2 separate regions of the Mus musculus genome follow, and region 1 is linked to region 2. The links are chromatin contacts, called in public Hi-C maps. All regions are on one chromosome and are shown on one strand. Each heading gives the region's core, a stretch centred on a gene start, on an enhancer-like site or on the middle of the called end of the contact. The rest is flanking DNA. Distances are from core to core; before and after follow the strand shown. Region 1 overlaps Gm30075 (predicted gene, 30075). Region 2 has its middle 190 kb from the start of Gm39035.

Region 1 (5,820 bases), core at 681-3,180, 700 kb after region 2:
CCAGGTATGCTGAAATCTATCTAAGAGATTTGGCGCTGGAAGGAAACACTGGCAACACAGACTAAAACTGCAATAAAATAAACACTGCCTAGCCCTCTTCCCTGGCCTGCAGGAAATCGGGTTGCTCTTGATGAAAGTGGGGCAGACAGCCAAGTCGATCCTAGCACCCTGTGTAATGCCTCTCTGTATGTTTTCGTGCAGCTTTGCCCTGACCACAACACAAGGTTTGCTACCGGCAGACAATCCTTTTCTGTAAGTGACAGGGGACAGGGAGGTAGGCAAGGTGCCCGTGAGTGGAAGTAACCAAGATTCGAGGCCGTAGCAAAGAATTAAACCCCTCAGAGTCATGTGGGAGGCACGGAGGTCAAACTTTACTAAGTTTCCAGAGAATAAAGTAGAGGTTAATGTAATCCTAAACAGACTCTTCCCCCCTTCACTTTTATTCCAATGATGGCCAAATGGGGCTTGGGAAATGACTCTGTTTGCCTTGCAAGCACAGGAACCTGACTTCAACTCTCAGAAACCAGAAAAAGCCAGAAAGAGGTACCCAAGCATGCTGACCCAGCCCTGGGGAGGTGAAGGCTGGCAGAGCTCACCCACCTCTCTTCAGAGGAGATGCAACCCCGACTATTCCCACATGCCATTGTTGGGATGGGACATTAGAACACTATAGACGCCCCTTGTTCTCCCCCATGTGTTCTCTCCTTTAAGCTTCATGGTAAGAAGTCTCTGGTTATCCTGATCAAAAGCATCTGTGCCTACACTCCAATGATCACCCACGACACAGAAAAAGAAACCAAGGAGTAGTGGAAGTTAGACGGCATGCTGCCACCACACAGCTGGTCAACAGTAGAGCGAGGATTTGAGCCCAGGTCATCTGAAGCTCATAAGCACACTAGCTGCTATTTGTTTAAGTGTTGTTCTGGCTCTGAAGAGCCTGCAATGCCCTTGAGTATCTATACTGATATAATAGATACTAAATAGTGGACATCTTAAGCAAACAAGGCTTCTCGGTGGATTTGCCAGAGATCTTCAGGGCAGCACTGCCCAGAGGTAACTGGAGGTCATCTATGGACCTTATCCAGCTATGAATATGGTGTCATCTCTATTCTCTTTACACCAAGCATCTGAACAAGGTACACCCAACACACGAGTGTGGAGAACCAATCACAGCTACAGAGGAGATTATGTTTTGAAGTCTGTGGTCATTAGTATTAATTATTCCTGGACAAGCTCTAGAATCTCTAGGAGAAATGCCCCCAGGGCATGCCTATGGGCAGTTATCTTGATTAAGTTAACTGAGGCAGGAAGGCCAGCCCGCTGTGGGTGGCACTATTCCCTAGGCTGGGAACTCAGACTACATGAAAAGAAGAAAATGAGTCGATCACAGTCATTTATCATTCACTGTTTCTTGGCTGTGGATGTCACATGACCCCAGCATTCTGCAAAGTATAAGTCATCTCTTTGATGGACTGTAAACTGGAACAATAAGCTAAAATAAAACCTTCCTTCCTGAAGTTGCCTTTGTCACCATAATAAGAAAAGAAAAGAAAAGAAAAGAAAAGAAAAGAAAAGAAAAGAAAGGGAAAGAAGAGAAGAGAAAAGAAAAGAAAAGTCAAAATCCCAGTATGGGTTGGCAATCTTTACCTTGGAAGTCATATTTGATTCCATTCAAAGCATTGCCCATTGGTTCATGTGTTGCTAGGAGAATGGCGGGGCCTCTGACCATCAAAATGGCATAGAGCTTCCCAGCAGCAGCATTTCAGCTGGTGGTTCTCCTAAACTTAGACTTCTTTATCGCTTATACGATCTCATGGGTGGCAATGACTTCCAAAGGATGATTCAGACCTGGCATTGAGGAGCACAGCAAGCACATATCACAGCTGCCGTTTCTCCCAGCCACTGCCACCCACGAGGGCTTTCACAATGAGCCTGTTGCACCAGGAGCCAGGTGCAGCCAGCATTGTTTATCAGCAGGTGTTAGACAAGCCCATGGGAACCTCACTTTCCTGCCAGGCAGCAAAGGCCCTGGTTCCTGCTCTTCTTGGCTTTATAACCGAATGTCACGGCAGGGCTTTCCAAAGCCACAAAACCCACAGAAATAAACCAGGGTGGCAAATTTTGCCTCCCTTAGCAGTAGTACTCCTTGTTCAGTAGGTACTGTAATTGCTTTCACAAAGTAATGTTTGCTGTGAGCCAAGTCCCTAGACCACCACCAAAGAAGACACTCGAAAAGATCTCTGGCCTCAGTGTGAACTGCTGTAGATCCATCCATCTTCTCTGCCTGTATTCTTCATGAAACTGGGCACGACGTGTTCGTCTTTTCATTCTCAGGTATCTCTTACATGTTTGCCATGTCCGTACATACTTTTTGACACTCACCACTGTGCAGGGTATACCTTTATTGCCTTCGAAGTCCATGCCCATCCCTGAAGAGTTAGCAGTTCTTTCTTCATTGTTTTTAGTTTCCATTTTTAAACTCTAACTTTTTTTTATTGTTTCCTTTGATGGTGCTTTTTAAAAAATAATAATAATTCTTTTTCTGTTCACCAAAGTACTTCGTTTTCAATGTAGAAAATTTGAGAAATAGCAGGCACAGTGGTGCAGAGAGCTGAGACTACAGAGGCAGGCAGCTGTCTGTGAACTGGAGGGCAAACTGCTCTACACAGCAAGTTCCAGGACAGCAAGGTCTACACAGTGAGACCTTCTGTCAAAATTAATTAATTAATTAATTAATTAATTAATTTTGGGGAAAATATATACATAAATCCTATAACTTTGCCCTATGTAGCACTATTGGTGTTTTCCTATGCTTATTTGTAATGCTTTGTAATTTTATATATTTTAATCCAAATTATGACATATATTTGTACCCAAGTATAATATATACTTTCCTTATTTAACATTGTCTCTTAAGAATCTTAGTATCATTAAATAGTTTTTAAAAATGTTTTATTTGTTGGCTCCATAATATTTCATCTAAAAACCATGTGATGATTAACAACCTCCCAATTATTAGATCCACTTTGTTGTAAATGACTGGAATAAAAAACAGTGATGAGTAAATTTTTGCCTCCACACCAGTGTGTCTGATGCCGAACATGGAATAGGACAATGATGTGAACTTATTTGAGCTTTTTACCAAGTACTGCTCTCCAGAAGTTCAAAATCATTTTCAGTCCCTGGCAAGGTCTCCAGGAGGGGGGGGGGGGTTCCCTTTCTATCGTCGCTGCCCAAATCAAAAGCCTTTTCAGACCTTTGCTAATATACCAGGGCAGGAGGAGGGGTGACATTTTATTTTTAATTTGCATTTGCTTAATTACAAACATAGCAGAATATTTTTGCATTTCAATTACGACTCCATCTGGAGTTTATTTTGGTGTTTGAAGTGAGAAGAGGCTTTCATTTGAGTTCCCCTCCCCAAGAGCCGATGCCGTTTGGAAAGATGCATTGTGTGATGACCACTTGGTTGTCCACCGAGTTCTGGAAGGCAGACTATGGTCCAGCAGACCAGTCAGCCCCGCCACAAGTCCAGGAGGTTACTGTTTCGGTTTTGACAACTGGCCTTGAACTCACTATGTAGCTTGAAAATAGCCTCCCAAGTGCTGGGATTACAGGCATGTGCCACTATACCTGGTTTTATGTGATGCTTAGGAATCCAGCCCAGGGCTTCAAGCTTGCTCGGCAAGCACTCTACCAACTAAGCTACAGCCCCATCCCGACTATTTTATTAGTGTGCTCTTATACATTTCATAGCCAATAATTATTACTCCCATTGACTGTAGAATCGTTTTTATTTAGTGCTCTCTCCCTCTCTCTCTCTCTCTCTCTCTCTCTCACACACACACACACACACACACACACACACACACACACACACACACACATACACAATTACCCTGGGAATTTCAGACTAAGACTTATGAAGCTCATTAGCAGGCTTACATCATTGCATCCTGCAAGTGACATGTAGGATGTGTCCCATCATCTGAATCTCCCTTTGTATCTGTCAATAAAGTTTGGACATTTTTGTGTCAATGCTTCGAGGTATTGTGTGAGTTTTCTTGCTCATGTCATGGCATCCAACTCTTGCTTGGTCGCTTAGACGTGAGTGCTACTATTAGTGTGCTTGTCAGAATTACCTGTTAAATTCATACGTGAGCGAATTAAGTTTTACCGATTGGATTTCAGCACAGATCGGTTTAGCAATTCCTTGTGGGATTTAATAGTGTAAGTGATAGGAGATAAATCTCACACATTCAAAAAAAAAACTGTTCTCAAATTCAAATAAATCCCAGTTTTTAATTTAGTCTCAAGATCTGAAAGTTTGCATGCATATCTACATAGCATGCTTATTTATAACTTTCCAATTTGTGTTACAGTGAAAGCCTAAGATCAGGGCTGAGCCAGCTTTATGAACTTGGATATTTTTTTATTATTTTCTTCAGCAGAGAAACAAGCTTCTCTTTAAAATTTTAAAATAACTCACTAGAAATTGATCTGGCCCTGGTATACAATTTAGAATTAATCCTTTAACTATTTTTACTTTTCTTTCTTGTACATTAGTTTGCTAGAGGGATTATTACTTCAGAATAATTTCAAAGTTTCCAAAAAATACCCATTCCAGAGACATACTCCTTCCATCCATAGCATCTGCTCTTTTACAGATTAAACTGTACATCCAATCTACGGTCACAGTTGATCACTTTCTCATCTCTCTTTTTCTGTTGTTTTTTTCAAAAGTCAACCTATAAGCCAGCAGAGTGTATTAGTTGCTTCTCTGTAGCTATGATAAAACACCCTGACCAAAAGCCACCTCAGGAAGCAAGGGTTTGTTTTAGCTCACGGGTCCTGAGAGATGGGGTCCACGGTGGCAGATGGAGGCAAGGCAGAGGCTGGTGATACTGGCCTAGGTCAGGAAACACAAAGAGAACAGAAAGTGGGCAGAAGTGGGCCGAGGCTATGTGCCCTCAACGCCCTCTCTCACTGAAGTACTTCCTCCAGCAAGGCTGCACCTCCTCAGGGTTCTGTAACCTTCCTAAACAGCACCACCATCGGAGGCCAAGCATTCAAATGCTAGAGCCTCTGGGGGCCATTTTTCCTTCACCCCACCAGCCCTGGGTTTCTTTTGTATTCTAATGGAATGCTCTGCAGTTAGATTCTCCTTTCCTGTCTCTGAGGTATATTCTTGTCCTGTTTCTTGTTTTCTTGAACTACTTCATCTATTTTTATTCTTTTAGAGTTTCATACCTATATACAATGAAATGTGATCATACACATGCGCCATATATACAATAAAATATGATCATATACACACCCCATATATACAATGCAATATGATCATACACATGCACCATATATACAATGAAATATGATCATAATATGTCCCATATGTATAATGAAATATGATCATATACATGTTCCATATACACAATGAAATATGATCATACACATGCACTGTATATACAATGAAATATGATCATACACACTCCCCATTTCTATCCCTCCAAACCCTCCCATATCCTCTTCAGCACTTCCTCGTCTTACTCCATGTCTTCTGTTATGCTTTCTATGTTTGTCTGTTTGTTTTTATAAACCAGTAAGTCTAACTAGTACTGTTCATATTGCATCAGTGTGGGGCCATCCACTGGAGCATCAAAGCCTTCCTGTGACTATAGTCCCAAAGAAAAATGGCTCTTCCTCCCCGTAACTTGCTTCTCAGTAAAGGGTGGGCCTTGGAAATCATCTCCCTCATCTATGACTACTTCATGTGGTCACCCCAGCTGCTGTGAGATCATGGCTTCAGTAGCCACAGCATAC
Region 2 (5,736 bases), core at 1,271-3,770:
GTTGGGATAATTTTTGTAAACTCTAGAAGGGATAGTTTGACTCTAAAGTGAACTTCCCCCTAGGAACTAGGTACTCTTAAAGTGTGGCTCATCTCCATCTGAATGACCTGAAAGCATTAATTTTTAAAGTATCTATTTCTAGACTCATCTTTAACTGGCTAAGTCAGAATCCCCAAGGGTTGTGGTTGGGGAATCTCTTATGTCAGCCAACTGCCTGAGAGTCTTATAAAAAGTGATGTTGAAAGTCAAGGTCTTACCATATTTATCTTCTTAGAACTATTTTGGAAAGAGAAAAAGAAAAACAGTGTTTTTATTAAGTCATTCTGGTGACTGTTTCATGTCATTTATTTCGAGAAATACCATCTGTCAAATCAAGATGTTTAGATGTTGGTTAACTTTTAAAATGTTACACTTCATGGATATCACAGACATAAACTAAGTCCTGAGGGAAACTAAATATGTTGCACGTATCATGGAAGATGCCACAACCCACAAGACAGTGGTGAGATGAAACCCCAAACCTGGGGCAAACCCAAAGTTCATGCCTTTCTTTCTAGACCAATGGTGAGCAGATTTGATTTTATCATTCCCTAAAGGAAGTTAACCTATGTAAGAGGAAGCATGGATTTGCATTACATTTCCAGTAACAGTAGATCTCAGGTCATTATTTCACATACATATCACCTAACATTTCACAAAGCAAGAAACAGAGTGGTCTGATACTTAAATAGAATAATAGTCTCCCTTTAGCCCAGATTCTCCCAAGAAGCAGTGTTTGAGACAAGTCAAGACTCACATTTGGAGGCAAGCACTTTGTTTTTAGGAGTGAAGCTTAAAGGAAAGAGGAGGAAAGCGTGAAGAGAAAAGCCCATTCCAAGAGTGAGTGTGCTTTGAAGTGGTTTGTAATGAAGAGGCTGAGGCCAGACCACTGCAAAGATAGTTCAGCAGTGTGAAAAAATTAAGCACACTTCAGACCCATGTCCAAGTTAGACTGGAGATGAAACATGCAGCCCATAGTTGCTCAAGAGTACATTGACTTCCCTCACTCTGGGTGTATGTACAGGCAAAAGTGGCGGAACAATAGCAACCAATCTAGGCTGTGGTTGGGTGTATCATTGAGCTAGTCATGAGAATGAGACACCCGGTTGAGCTGAGATACACTGGCAACAGGTCCACCTGCGCATGGGAGGCTGCTCTATTCATCCCTTCTAGCAAACAGTGAGCTAAACATGAGGAACAGCCCGGGAAGTCGGATATGTCATTTCTTAAATTCTTTAATAATGAACACTATCAAAGCAAAGGACTGTGGGTTTTTTCAAGCTCATGAATTATAAATATTCTAACATGGTAGTTCTTTTTCCTTTTCCTTTTTTTTTTTTTAATCCTGACTCTGTTTATGCCTGCCCCATCTCGTCTCCTCCCAGCCTGATGTGAAACATTTGTCCCTTTGTGGATAACATCTAAAACTTGGAAAGTACCCACAAAATATAAAAGCAAGTTAAAATAAATACGCTATGATGCAAAATGACCCATTACAACTTTGCCTGGGCATTGTTTACTGGGTAACTGGAGAGAGTCTTGCTGGACATTGAGCAGATTACAGAGTTGCCATGGAAAGGTCTCTGAAGCAGGGTTGCTTTGATTTCAATTTGGTGATACCATAAGCTATAGCTGGAGCTGGCTGAGAAGTATAAGATGCGCCTCCTGTGCTTTCTTAACATATGCACCGTGAGTCATGTCTCCTGATGCTAGATGACCTCAGAGGTCCTTCTCTGGTCTAATTTTGCCTTCCTTCCTCAACTTCCTTCTGCCTCTTCCTTTCTTCCATTACTCTACTTTTCCATACATGGAAAGACAGAAGGAGCGTGTCTGGTATGTGTAAATAAATGTGTGTGTGTGTTACTGTTTTTCTTTCTTCTTTTGTTTTATTTCCTTCCTGTCTCCGTTTGTTTCTTTTAAATGTTCATGTTACAGGTTGAACTCAGTCTTGCATGTGCTAGTCCAACACTGCCACGGAGCAGCCCTCTCAGCCCCTAGTATAGCTGCGTTTTTTATTCACAAGCTCTGGCTGAGAACTGCTGGCATGAACTTGTGCTTTCAGCTCTGGGTTTTTACCTAGGCCTTGATCTTGGTGAGACCATAGACCCTGGAGTTTGTCAGCCTGGGTTTGTGTCCTGCCATTACCACTTATACACACTATCAATTTCCCTTATCATTATTGTGAAACCTAAATGAAGTAACGTATAGGAACGGCAGGGCATTGTATGAGAAACTGAAGATCCAATACACGATAAATCATTGTCCTGATTCAGTATTGTTCTCAATTTGCATTTTAATCTCATCCTTAGATGTTATCTAAGAGCTTAACAATAAATGCCAAGATGAGATTACTGGGAACACAGGAGCTGTAAATCAGTCTTGTCAGCCAGTTTGAAACTGATGCTCTTTGACCCATACTGCAATAGCTGAGTGTGCAGAGACTTGCAGACAGAAACAAGTCTGAGCAGGTGTTGTTAACAACAGATACGGGCAACAGAAGCAATCTTTAGAAGCCTGGAAGCAAAACCCTCAGACTTAGCACAGTCAGCAGCTCAAATCCAGGGAGCAAGATCGCCAGACAGGAATCATTCTTTACTGAATTTCTCAAAGTCAGACACACAGCAACAAGGGTGTGTGTGTGTGGCTTGTGTGTGTGGTATATGTGTTTGTGTGGTATGGGGGTGTGTTCGTGTGTGTGTGTTTGTGTATGTGTGTGTGTGTGTGTTTGTGTATGTGTGTGTATGTGTGTGTGTTTGTGTATGTGTATGTTTGTGTATGTGTGTGTGTTTGTGTATGTGTGTGTGTTTGTGTATGTGTGTGTTTGGGTATGTGTGTGTGTGAGTATGTGTGTGTGTTTGTGTATGTGTGTATATGTGTATATGTGTGTGTATGTTTGTATGTGTGTGTATGTGTGTGTGTGTTTGTGTATGTGTGTGAGTATGTGTTTGTGTTTGTGTATGTGTGTGAGTATGTGTTTTTGTTTGTGTGTATGTGTATGACTATGTATTTGTGTATGTGTGTGTATGTGTATATGTGTGTGTGTTTGTATGTGTGTGTGTATGTGTGTGTTTGTGTATGTATGTGTATGTATGTATATGTGTATGTGTGTGTTTGTGTATGTGTGTGTGTGTATGTGTATGTGTGTGTGTATGTGTGTGTGGTCTGTATGTGTATGTGTGTGTGTGTTTGTATATATGTATGTGTGTGTGTGTTTGTGTATGTGTGTGTGTTTGTGTATGTGTGTGAGTATGTGTGTGTGTATGTGTGTGAGTATGTGTTTGTGTATGTGTGTGTATGTGTATATGTGTGTGTTTGTATGTGTGTGTGTGTATGTGTGTGTGTATGTATGTGTATGTATGTATGTGTGTATGTGTGTGTGTATGTGTGTGTGTATGTGTGTGTGTGTGTGTGTATGTGTGTGTGGTGTGTATGTGTATGTGTGTGTGTGTTTGTGTATGTGTGTGTGTATGTGTATGTGTGTGTGTGTGTGTGTGTGTGTGTGTGTGTGTGTGTGTGTTTAAATAAGTGGTGTGGTGGTGGTGGTTGAGATCATACTCACTTCCCAGTCCTCCCAGGTTTGAAGAAGAAGAGGAGAAAGAAGAGGAAAAGGAAAAATGAGTTCTCTTTGTGTTGTCCACACACTCACTGGAGCATGGTCATACTCCCAGTGGCCAGCCCCTTAAAGAAAATGGAGTCCTTTCTCACCCGCACCCCTGCCAGAAGCCATCAACTGTGGAGAGCTACACTTTGACGTCCTTGTCACAAATTTTTAAGACTTCTCTTCTGTGGTTTCCTATGTAGGCTGTGTGGTGGGGGAGGGGTAGTGGTTGTCACAGAAGCCTTCTCTGTCCCTCTTTCTCAATTGTGAAAGAGAGACATAGAGCAAGCTTACCTGAACACAGACATCACAGTATTAAAGTCCAAATATAGGTACACGTACAGTTAAATCTGATTGGAAAGCTCCCCTCAGATCTGCTCTCGGCCAGGCCTATTTTATCCTCCCCAGCAGCCCAGGAAGCATTTCCTAACCAGCTTCTGCTCTCCCAATTCAAATCAATCCTGGCCAGAGCCACCACACACCCACTCCCTGGCCTGAGTCCACCCCCATTCCATGACTTTCTCTGTAGCAATTTCATAACCTGACATAAACCTCCTGTGTATTTATTTGTTGCTATGCATTTCATTACATGTCTCTGCATGAAAATGTGAAGTCTCTGAAAGCCAGGGTTCTGCCTTTCTTCTTTAAAGCTGTACTTCTGGTGCTCAGAGTAGTGACTGGGAAATGTAGAATGAATGATCAAAAATGGTTTGGAGTGAGTGAATAAATTATTGAGCTAGACTTGGGCTTGCATTTTCCTGCTCTATTAGCAAACTGTTAGAGTAACACATCCCCCTTCCATCTTCAGTAACTGTCATTGATTTACAAAACGTTTGTGTGTCTCATTATGAATCTAACTGGTTCCGCAATTTTCCTTTTCTACATATCACTGTTTTCCTAAAGTAAGTTCTGAGAATTCATGTCAGTGCTCTGTCTCCGGAAAGATATTGGCATATTATTAAACTGTACTTACTGTCCTAGAAATAAACTACTTAATACATTACATCTCTAGCAAAGGTTAATACTTCAGGACCCAGACTTTTGAGTCCTATGCTGCAGAGCATCTGATGGAGCTTCAGGAGACAGTAAAGACACACAGCAGAGATGGTGAAGGGCGGGGGGGTGGGGGTGGGGGTGGGGGCAGAGATTTCTTGTTGCCAAACTCTTCTGGTTCATTACTATCTCAGGTGTGCAGAGGACAGAGGACACCATTTGGGAATTGGTTCTTTCCTTCCACCATAGGCTCCCAGGGATAGACTCTAGATCATCAGGCAATCGTACTTACCCACTTACCCATCTTCCTTGCCTCTAAATCTCCTTTTGTTTGCACTTTTCTTTCTCTTCTTCTCTCTCCTTAACCACCATCGACATGAACAAACCTTCCTTCCTGAGTCAGAGTGACCCCTGGTGTTGTAAAGGCATGACACAAGTTGTGACTGGTTAAGCTTCTCTGGTTCTTACAAACTCACCTGCCAATAAACAGCGTGCAATTCTCTCATTCGGAAAACATATTTTAAGCATTTGCTGAATGACAAATAAAGCCGAAACCAAACCAAAACACCCACAACAACAGCCAAACCAACAGCCAGAATTGTTTCCCTCCCTTGTCAATATATACTTTATATTTCCATTGGTTTTGTTGGCTTGCTTGTTTCCTTTTGTTTTTGTTATTGTTGCTAGAGTCTGAGTCCTTAACTGTGGTCTAACCTTCTGCCCTGTCTAACCTGCACCCCCATTTTTCCATCAGGCTTGCTGCTCCAGGGAGTGCCACTCCCTTTGTAAATCTATGCTATCTGTTGATAGATAACTTGCTTTTCCCTCATCAGGAATCTAAGTGAACCCTTGACTTTGCACCCACCACTTCCCGGCCAAGCTGTGTTTAGCATTTTACTACGCATTAACTCTTCGCTGAGCATCATGAGAAATGTCCCTCATTATTTTGGAATATAACCCATTTGAACATCTAAATGCATTACTGAAAGCCACATGCTTTCCTGTGCCTGCACTTTGTAAGATGCCAGTCATTTAGTACTGTTGCTTTATAAACACTGGAAACATTGCTGATGGAAACAGAGATGTATTGCAAGTGTAAAATGCAC

Evidence for each region. A called contact is a pair of places that touch in the nucleus more often than the background predicts.
Region 1: a Hi-C map of epidermal suprabasal cells shows a contact between it and region 2, with 4 times the contacts expected there. The contact joins two enhancer-like sites. A contact is called at or near these places in 1 of 484 Hi-C or Micro-C datasets (epidermal suprabasal cells) and 2 of 115 datasets of contacts at active chromatin or transcription factors (astrocytes and stem cell-derived neural progenitor cells).

What each region holds. Positions count from the first base shown.
Region 1 is chr7:73,198,216-73,204,035 of GRCm38.p6, forward strand. It overlaps Gm30075 (predicted gene, 30075), which reads right to left. Exons shown (of 5, transcript NR_166609.1): 5 at 4,283-4,909. Among named protein-coding and RNA genes, the nearest start is that of Gm20083, 17 kb to the left of the region's middle. Within about 2 kb of position 1,931, at least 21 of the 459 cell types and tissues checked have an H3K27ac peak or open chromatin away from gene starts, as enhancers often do. A contact at or near this core is called in epidermal suprabasal cells, where this site is marked.
Region 2 is chr7:72,494,956-72,500,691 of GRCm38.p6, forward strand. No RefSeq gene overlaps it. Among named protein-coding and RNA genes, the nearest start is that of Gm39035, 190 kb to the left of the region's middle. Within about 2 kb of position 2,521, at least 25 of the 459 cell types and tissues checked have an H3K27ac peak or open chromatin away from gene starts, as enhancers often do. A contact at or near this core is called in epidermal suprabasal cells, where this site is marked.